Regions from separate parts of the Oryzias latipes genome. Here region 1 is linked to region 2. The links are chromatin contacts, called in public Hi-C maps. All regions are on one chromosome and are shown on one strand. The core of a region is the stretch at or near the end of the contact, and the rest is flanking DNA. Distances in the headings are between cores, read along the strand shown.

Region 1 (4,645 bases), core at 1,541-4,040, 120 kb after region 2:
CAATTGTTTTTTTTCTGTATTTTAATATTCTCATTTAAAATGAATTAATGTTCCTTTTGACAGGTTCCCACATGAAAGCTTAAGGTGCTTCACTGCTCATGAATGCTGAAGCCTGACAAGTCTGCAGACGCACCTTTGATTAGAAACGATCCCAGCTATTATCGCTTTTAGCCTCTGTTGGGATTCCCGGAGCATTTGAGGAAAAGATGCAACACAAAAAGCCACTTTACAATTTGACATTAATGCACTGTGAGCAATTGATGGTGCCGAGATTTGTGCGAGGTTTCTGTGTGCCAGTGAATGCTCCCAACGCTGCAGTGGACGTGACATGTCTAAATGACTCGCCTCTGCAGCTCTGATGCTTTTAATTGCCTTTCAAACCGTGAACCAGCGCCTATTAAAGATACATTACTGTTTGCCTTCTCTCACTCATGCTCCCGTAGACCCGCAGCGCTTTGGAAAAGTTTGCGAGGAAGGCCATCGTGCACTACCGGGACGACCTGGACCTGCAGAACCTCATGGATTACATCCAAAAGGAGGTGCTTCAGGAAATCCGCGCTTCCCTCCCGTTTGTTTCCATCACCTCTTGGCTTTCTGAGAACACAAAACCAAAACCTCACAGGCAGAAGCCAGAAAATGTGTTTATTCCCTTCATTTATTTTTGGTCTTGGTGAGGATTTTCCACATGAGCGGCTTCATGAAAACACACACTTCCGGCAACTCTGTGGTCTCTTCATGTGACATTTCTCCTCCATCTGCACAAACTGGCACATTTGAGAGCCTGGGCTTCTCCCATAGGGAAGCCCAGGCTGGCAGGATGTCCAACGTGGACCAAAACCATCTTTCTAAATATACGTCTGTCCGTCCGTCCGTCCGCCTGTCTGTCTGTCTGTCTGTGTCCCTGTCCCTCCTTTGTGATTTAGTTCAAGTGCTGTGGGTGGAACAGCTACACGGACTGGTCCTGGAATCTGTACTTCAACTGCACCCGTGAAAACCCCAGCTCGGAGCGCTGCGCCGTGCCGTACTCCTGCTGCACTCCCGTCCCCGGCGAGGTGCTTCTTTTCATCCCTCATGAATGAATGCATTCAAAACGACGGTGTCAATTCGATGCAAACAGGGTTTTTGACCGCCTTCATGTGAGGACACACTGCAGTTAGAGAGCTGCGACCCAAAACGTTAAGAAGCTCCAGTGCATTCTGATGAGCTGCATGTCACATTTTGAAAATGTTAGAACGAAAATAGGCACAAAAAGTTTATAAGTAACCCTTGTGCTATCCTAGGCACTTTAACATTGGGAGTGGGGTCATCTATGCCCCACTAGACAGTGTGCTGAACCTTTTTCTTCAATGATTTGATGTGTGTTTGTTGTAGTTTCAAGACGTTTATCCCTTGTGCTATCTTAGATGACCCCACCCTTACATTGACGGGTTATTCCTTCCATGACAAAGGTGGATAAAGGTGGAAAGATAATCCATGGTCACCAGTGAAGATCACAAATCATTAAAGAAAAAAGGTTCAGAGCACTGTCTAGTGGGTCTAGATGACCCAACTCCCGATGTTAAAGTGCCTAGGATAGGTCAAGGGTTACACACAAACCTAAAGGACGTTTTTGGCTGCCTTTGTGTTCATCAAACCGGTCTGCTTCCCGGTTTCGTTCGTGCTTCGACTGTTGACTCTGTTTCAAGAAATTCTTCCCAACTGTCAGTCTTTAACGATCTCCTAATTCCCCGAAATTAGGCACAAAAACAAAATGTTTTTAAAAGGCTGCAAATTACCCGAAACATCGTTAACAAGAATCAAGCTTTTTCTAGGGTTGTGTTTTTGTTTTTTTAAATGAAAGAAAATATCCAATTATGTCAATGAGCTGTTGAAAATTGATCTAATTAGCTATGAGATGCTCCCTCATAGAAACATGCAGATGCTAAAGATCATTCCCAGTTTTCTTTCATATATTGTCGGTGATGGGAACTTTGGGCGCTGGTTCGTTCAGAGTTCAGCGACTGAACGAGAAGAGCAAATCCTTCTGGGAAAAGGGTCAGAATGGAGCTGCAGATGGTGGAGAACATCCCCAGGGAATATGGATCACAGAAAAACAACAAATAATTCGAAAAGTCTTGAAAGAAACAGAAACGAGGCACGCCTTGGACTTTCGCATTAAACGCATGCAGCCGTTGGGTTTTATGCATGTCTAATCAGCTTTTTGCCGGTATGAATACACGTCTCTGTGCAAAAACCTCCGCCTAATCCCGGTGCCGAGTCAGCAGGGAAGCTTTAGGGCCAGGAGACCAACAGGCGCGCTGAGCCAAGACGTGCATATCGATGAAACCTCATGCTCATGGGAAACAGATCAGAGCAACCTTTTTATCAAGCATGAGGTTAAAAAAAGGCAATTAATTAAAGAAGACAGAATTGATGCAGTGCTGCCGCCTGCTGGTGGCAAAGAGACTCCCCTCTCTACACAACTACTTCACTACGAGCTAAACCACTTTCATTGTTTTGCCTCCAACCGAACGTTTCAGGAGAAACTGCAGCCTGAAGTCAAGACTGAGGGAAAAGGTTGACCTGGTCTGTGTGTTCTGCTGCCAACAGACAGTGATCAACACCATGTGTGGCTTCGGGGTCCAGACCCAAAAGTATCTGGATGCAAACAAGTCGATCTACCCGGTGGGCTGCGCCGACAGGGCCGTGATGTGGATCGAGACCCATCTGCTGCTGGTGGGGGCGCTCACGCTGGGCCTGGCCTTGCCTCAGGTAAGTAAGCCCCGACACACCTGCAGGGTCTGCATGGGGGGGCGGACCAGCAGGAGGCATCAGATAAGACTCACGGCGTGCGGGCCTTCACGCGCTAACATGCAGATCGGCACACAGCTATGGAGTCAATTCAGGCTCAATAATCCGAAATGCACACAACCCGTTTCACAAATACACACAACTGTAATTTCATGCAAACGTGCAATATACATTTGGAAATGCACACGTTGTTTTTCACAAATGCACACCCTGTGTTTCACAAACACGCAGGTTGTATTTCACACATGTACTCTGTTTCACGAAAACACAATAAATGTTTCCGAAATGCACAATAGATGCTTCACAAACACAATCGCTAGGTACACTTGTAATATGAACACACAGGGCCGTTCGATTGGCTGAAAGCGAAGACGCCTGCTTTGCTGATGAATTTGATTGACAGATTGATGACATTAGTTGACCTGCCAGCGTCAAGAGACTCTCAAAATTCATTGCAGGGATTTCTCTCATAAATGTTGGGAGATTCACAAACGGAGGGGTTTATAAATGCACATTTTGCAAATCACATGATCTGTGAGTTCATTATACAAGTGTACCGAAAATGATGTTTGTGGAGCATCTACTGTGCATTTCGGAAACAGTAATTGCGTTTTTGTGAAACACAACGTGCACATTTCCAAATTATTATTGCAGGTTTGCATAAAATTAGAGTTGTGAATCAGAGCGTGTGTATTTGTGAAACAGATTGTGTGCATTTCTGCACATTGAGACTGAATGAACTCCACACACAGCAGGATTTCAGTCGGGCGAATTGCAAATTGGATCGATGGGACAGAGTAGAACCCCCCCCCATGTATGGAAACATAGATGTCTCACCGACAAAAAGTCAGTGTCTTTGTTACTTGATAAGGATTTTATTATAAAGAGAATCTGAAAGACACTTTTGACATAAAGAACAACAAAAAACCACGATGACATCACAGACGGAGAAATCATTGATAAAAGGAACGGGGCTAAATCCATTTTGGGGCTCCAACAAACATGTTAAAACCCACCAATGCAGCCAAAACACACACAAGTATTGAAATTATTATGGGATGGCCACAGGGCCTACGGCTTAGCGACCATTTAGCGTCAGTTATCACAATATTGAATCAGAATATATTGTTTGAGCCACAAAAGGGTAATTCTACAATCACAATCAAAGTTTTGCTGACCTTTGACCTCAGCACGAGGTCACCATCTTAGATTTTCCAAAAATGTTCTATTTAAAAGTAACAAAAAACCTCCGTCGCCAAGGAAATCCAGACGTTTACTTTTGTCGAAACTTTCAAAAATGACATCAATCTGTTCGTCATCACCAGGGGACCAAAAAATAAAATGGTAGCTATGGAGATAAAATCTATAGAAAAGCCACCATTAACCCTTGTGCTATCTAAGATGACCCCCCCCCCCCCCTTCCATTGACGTGTTCTCCCTACCATGACAAAGGTGGATAAAGGTGGAAAGATTTCATGTAATCCATGGACACCTGTGAAGATCACAAATCATTGAAGAAAAAAGGTTCAGAGCTCTGTCTAGTGCAGAGGGGGGCACTGAGGGCCGCATTCCTGCAGGTTTTCCAACATGCTCTGATTGGCTGGACACACCTGAACCAGGTAAGCAGTCACGAGTAGGGCAAGACTATCTGGAAATCATGCAGACGCACCGGCCCTCGAGGCCTGGAATTGCCCACCCCTGGTCTAGTGGGTCTATATGACCCAACTCCCAACATTAAATTGCCTAGGATAGCACAAGGGTTACATATCAGTAAGGAGCAAAGCTTATAAGCATATTTGGATCAAAATCCGATTTTTAACCAATCATGCGTCAAAAATTCCTTCAACAACAGAGA
Region 2 (5,139 bases), core at 883-3,382:
CAGAAAAGACATAAAAGATTATTTTATTATGTATTTGAAAATAATCCTGGTAGGGTAAAACAAGGCAGAAAGGTGCTATATTATAATATTTACCAATTGATGGTCATTTTAAATAACCATACAGCACAAAAATATTCACAGATATTTCTCATCAAAACTCTTATTAGGAATTCCTATCATGAATGGTTTGCTTGCTGGTTTTCTTGTATTTTACTTTAAAATCGTCTTTTAACCTATACTTTTTTTAGTCTTGTGTTGTTTGACAGGATATTAAATCTTCTGGACTGATGGACAGAATCTACTCGTCCGCTGATAAGTGCAGGCGCATCAACCAAGATATTTTTATTTATATCTTATAAGTGAAGGACTTTATTCATTTCTGATGGAGTTTTTTTTCTTAAGTAGGAACGAGTGAAAGAAAATAGAGAATGATTGGTTTCAGAAGAGACGGAGAAGCTATTGTGGTTCAGCGCACCTGTCTCACAGGAAGTGTTCAAAATCCTTCATCACACAAAGTGCCAGCTGAACTGCCTGACGCAGAAATGGAGGGAACGAGAGGGGAACAGAGGAATGGGATTCATGTCTTTATTTCTGTTTATTGGGTCTCTCTTCTTCTGTCTTTGAATCTCACTTTTTGTTCTTAAACAGCCGCACTTTTTTACACTCTTTTTTGTTTTTCTCATTGGAGTTTCAGGGTGAGTTTTCTCCATTTTTCTGCAGTCTTGACCTGAATCTGATGCACCTTTTTATTTTTTCTTTCCCCTCATTAATCCCTGCTCCCCGCCGCGAACAGTCCCAACTTTAAAGTGCAAAGATAAACAATATTTCAGCTGTTCTCAGTGGTGCTCACTTCTGCATTTTAATTAAAATTACAGCACGGATCAACAGCTAATTTCATTCTAATGAAAATGAAGATGGGGGTGGGAAATAAAGAGACCTGACATCTCTCATGAGACAATTAACGACTCCCATGAAGCAGCTTCCAAAACTCTGATGACAGGGACACCACCCCCCCCCCCATCTCATTTCATTCCTGCCTGAAATTCACATCTTTTTCTGACACATGAGGACACATTTGAAGGTATCCTTCTACGATAAGCACAATGTTTGCTCATCAACACCCGGTCTGGGGGGGGGGCATGGGGGTGGGGGGTGGCAAACCTGTACCGATCCATGCCTGACTCTTCCATCCAGACCTTCTTTCATCCTTAACTCTCAGTTTTTAGCCTCTATCAAAAAACATTTCCAGGACATAGTTTCTGCAGAGCGGCAGGAGTTCATCAGGAATTCACCTCTGAATTTGCGTGAGGCAACCCCGCCCCCCTTCTCTTTAGCGAGAGCTCAGAGCAGGGAGCTCGTGTCACAATTAAGCTCTTTTTTTTAAACAGCATTTCTTCGCTCCTGATTCACGTGAATAAACCCAGAAATTGCAGTTTTTAGCTTCGTTTTATTTACATATGTCCTCCCTCCATTATCAGAAAAAGGCAGCAAGAAATCCCAGAGTGGGTCTTTAAATGAAGCGGATGAAGTTGGGCAGTGAAGTACTTGGCAAAGAAAAGACAATAATCAAAATAGGATCCTCAAATAACTCGATAAAAAGACTTTTATTGCAGTTTCCTGACATTTTCCATGTTTCCATGGTGATGTACCCCACCTGTGATGTAGTCTCTGAACAGAACAGGAGATCTATAAGATATATATATATATATATAAATTATTAATAAATGGATGTAAAGGATGGCTTGATCTGCGATTATTGTGTTTTATCGTTTAGTGACAGAAGTGGAAGGACAGCAGACCCCCACACCAGCAGCTCCTGCTTTTTTCCTTTTACAGCCGGCTGTAGAAATCACGCCGGCACACGTGTTGCGGCCCCCCCCTTGAGCAAAAGTGCACTTACTTCCTGAAACGTTGGTGTCTCTGAGCTCTGTAATGGAGAAGCAGTTTTGATGAAACAGCATAGATCTGAAAAAGGGGGCAAAAAAGACACGGGGGGGGGGGGGGGGTAGGAAATTGTATAGTCGGGGAAGAGCAGGGGACTGATGTCAGCTGACAAATATAACTCAGGGCTGTAGCGGTCCGCGGCCGCTGGGAAGGGACATGGCAGTGTCAGGGCCCCCGTGCGCCTGACCTGATGGATGAGGCGCTGCGACTCGTCAATCATTAGGGTTCCTGTTACTCCTAATAGATCGGGCCCCACATCGGGAGGACCTGGCCCCCTCGGCAGCTGCCAATATTTGACATTTACGGGGGGGGGGGGGGCTGCAGATTTCAGTCGCCTCTGTGATCAGCAGCTTCACCTGGGAAAAAAAAAGTCCCGTTGACACCGGATCAGTGCTCTAACGGTTTCTAACACGTCTAATCCGTCTTCTACTTGTCCGCTTGACCAGCTCCAGTCGCACCTTTCTCCTAACCTAACTGAGGTATCGAACGCTAAGGTAAATGTCAGAGCCATTAACCCGCTCCCAGAGGGTAATGAGACTCACTGTGTTTATGCAGACCAGCTGTCAGAAGGTCGGTGCCCGTTCTGTGGAGGAGACACGGCGTCGTGACACGATAGTGGCGTCCACCCCCCCACCCCCCTTCACGCAGAAAGTCATCAAGGGGGTCCAGCACTTTGCTGAAATTCTCATTAGCATCTTTGTTCAAAGTCACGCCTCCGTTACCTTTTAAATGCTCAAAGAAGAAAACAAATCCGCCTCCGAATTTTACCCAAATCAGCTTCAGCTGCCAGTGAGAGATTTATTATTCACTGACAGAGCTAAACAAGGCAGGGCGAGCAAGGGCGCACGGGCGAGCAAGGGCACACATGTACCTGCAAGCTGCATCACACACAGTGAAACACCGTCTGCATAACTTTTCTTACGTTTTAAGGCTGATCAAACAACCACAAATCCAATAAAAAAAGCTAAAGGGTTAGAAACAACGAATGTGAGTGCGCTGTGTTTTTGCATGCTTAGTTTGTTTGTTTTCCTCGCTTCTGCATTATGTGGACTTTTTTTAAAAAACATTTCGAACATCGGGATAAATGCAAATATCTTTTAATTAATTCTGCATCATTGTTCACTTAAAATATGTATTAGATTCTCTGTTCAAGTCGTTGAAGAATCAGATTCTTTGAATAATTAAGCAGCATGAGAAAGCTGAGAAAATAATGTTGATTTAAACGTATATTTCATACATTCTATGGAGTCAAAGACTGAAGTAACTCCAACCTGTTTGTGTTTTTTTCTTCCTGCCTCTTCCAAACAAACACTAAGTCCTGCATTGATTGGATTTAATGAGAACCCCCTCTTGATTAATCACCGTCTTATGTTTCTGCAATGTTATTCCAGGAGCGTCTGGCTCTCTTCCTCGTCTCCCCGTCAGCAGAAAACGTATCAAACTGCTGTTCAGAGGGCTTTTCCTCCAGCGCTGCAGTGTTCATTCTAGGTGGGATTTGGTGTATAGCTCTGAGGCATCCATATTGTCTGAAATACCTGCTCTATTAAATCTCTTCAGAAAGAGCATGAAGAATGCAAGTCAGCCGCTCAGTGAGGATCTTAAAGACCCACTCCCAAGAGAATTGTGTTTTTTTACATGTTCTTGTAGCATTTTACTGATGACAGAGGACATTTATAAAGACAATTAAGCTTAAACCTCTGGCAGACGCAAAAATGCAATTTATTTATGAAAAAGAAAATACTCCCCGCTCCATTCTGATGCATCATCCACTTGTAGACAAACAGATCCATGAAAGTCTTTGTTTTCCTCGTCTGAGCGGGAATCTGGACCTAAACTGGACGGCTCCGATATTGCTCAACGTTTTTGTTGTACCGCTAATGTTGTGTCGGGTTTGTGAGGCGCTGTTAGCTAAACTGATAGATGACAGGAAGGAGGGACTCCTGCAGTCTCAGCCACAACTCAGAGATGAATTTCTAATAAACTCTCTGCAGAAATTAGAAAAAACAACACAAGCTTTTAGATTTGGCTAAAAATGGCATCATCATAATTAAAAGACATCTGGAAATTCCTGGTAAATAGAAAGGTGATCCACTCCAATAGCCCTACTTTATTTGATCAAATCTGCTAAATCTAATGGACTTTACTTCTGTAAAGGAATCTGAAAAGTGAGATTTTGTGGTTAAACGAGGCGGAATTAAATATTAACACGCCTAATCCAACTGTCGAGTAAAAGTTACCGTTTAGGCGTTTTATTGACATTAGCAGCGTTTCCATCACACATATGCGCAAAACTTTGTGGAAATTCTAGAAAATGTCGAAATATCACAATTTTACAATGACACTGTTTCCATTAAATCCTAATTATTCAAATAAACACAAACCAACTGACACAATTAGTCAGTTAAAATCACGGTGACGGACGTGAACAATACTTTGATTTACAGCAAATACGTCAATTTCGACACATAACCACCTCCTCCAAGAGCAGAAACGTTTTTTTTTTCGATAAGTGAGATTTTTTTTTTTACTGTTGACTTTCCATTTGTCGTATTTAGTATTGCAAATCCAATTACCACAATTTGATAGTCACTGAAAACACAGCTTGCACTCTGCAGGATGAACAGGTCATGTTTGCATGACTGATTCTGGAGATCTGATTTCGGGGTAAAATGGACAATGTTTGGTCATGTTTTAACAGTATTCAGATAAATATGATACATAAAATGCCAGAAGGGAGATACTTTTTCTTGGACGCACTGCATCTGCCTCGCAGACCCACCACCTCTTCCTCCTCCTCTTCCTCATTTATATTCATTTGAAACAGAGAGCATTAGCCGCGTGTAAAACCTGCAGAACATGAAAAGCCTGCCTTTGTTCTCCGGCGGACATGAGAAGCAGATATTCCAGGGCCGCCTGCCTCCCGTTGGTGTCGAGCAACGCCCTCGTTTGACCTCCGATCTGGCATTCACAGCCAAAGAACACGAGGAACCCCTGAACTCAACACGATGCCGGCATGCTGACCAAGCTGCTGACGAAAGAGGAGGCAGAGGCCGATCCAACTGTTCCACCACTTGTTACAGACTGAACCTTTTATTGGCTGAACGAGAAGTTCGTTTCCTCTCGCCGCCTGTTTGCGTTCAGCTAAAAGGATTATCACTAAAACCGTTCGCTTCAGCAGAAGCAACAACAGATGCT

The links. A called contact is a pair of places that touch in the nucleus more often than the background predicts.
Region 1: a Hi-C map of embryo shows a contact between it and region 2, with 1.9 times the contacts expected there. The contact joins two enhancer-like sites. A contact is called at or near these places in 2 of 5 Hi-C or Micro-C datasets (embryo and gastrula embryo).

Annotation. Positions count from the first base shown.
Region 1 is chr6:30,087,016-30,091,660 of ASM223467v1, forward strand. LOC101158193 (tetraspanin-33) reads left to right here. Exons shown (of 8, transcript XM_004069857.4): 5 at 444-539; 6 at 924-1,052; 7 at 2,590-2,751. Among protein-coding and RNA genes, the nearest start is that of LOC101158193, 12 kb to the left of the region's middle. Within about 2 kb of position 2,791, at least 3 of the 8 cell types and tissues checked have an H3K27ac peak or open chromatin away from gene starts, as enhancers often do. A contact at or near this core is called in embryo, where this site is marked.
Region 2 is chr6:29,969,724-29,974,862 of ASM223467v1, forward strand. The region is part of intron 3 of LOC101157694 (tetraspanin-9); the gene reads left to right. Among protein-coding and RNA genes, the nearest start is that of LOC101158193, 110 kb to the right of the region's middle. Within about 2 kb of position 2,133, at least 3 of the 8 cell types and tissues checked have an H3K27ac peak or open chromatin away from gene starts, as enhancers often do. A contact at or near this core is called in embryo, where this site is marked.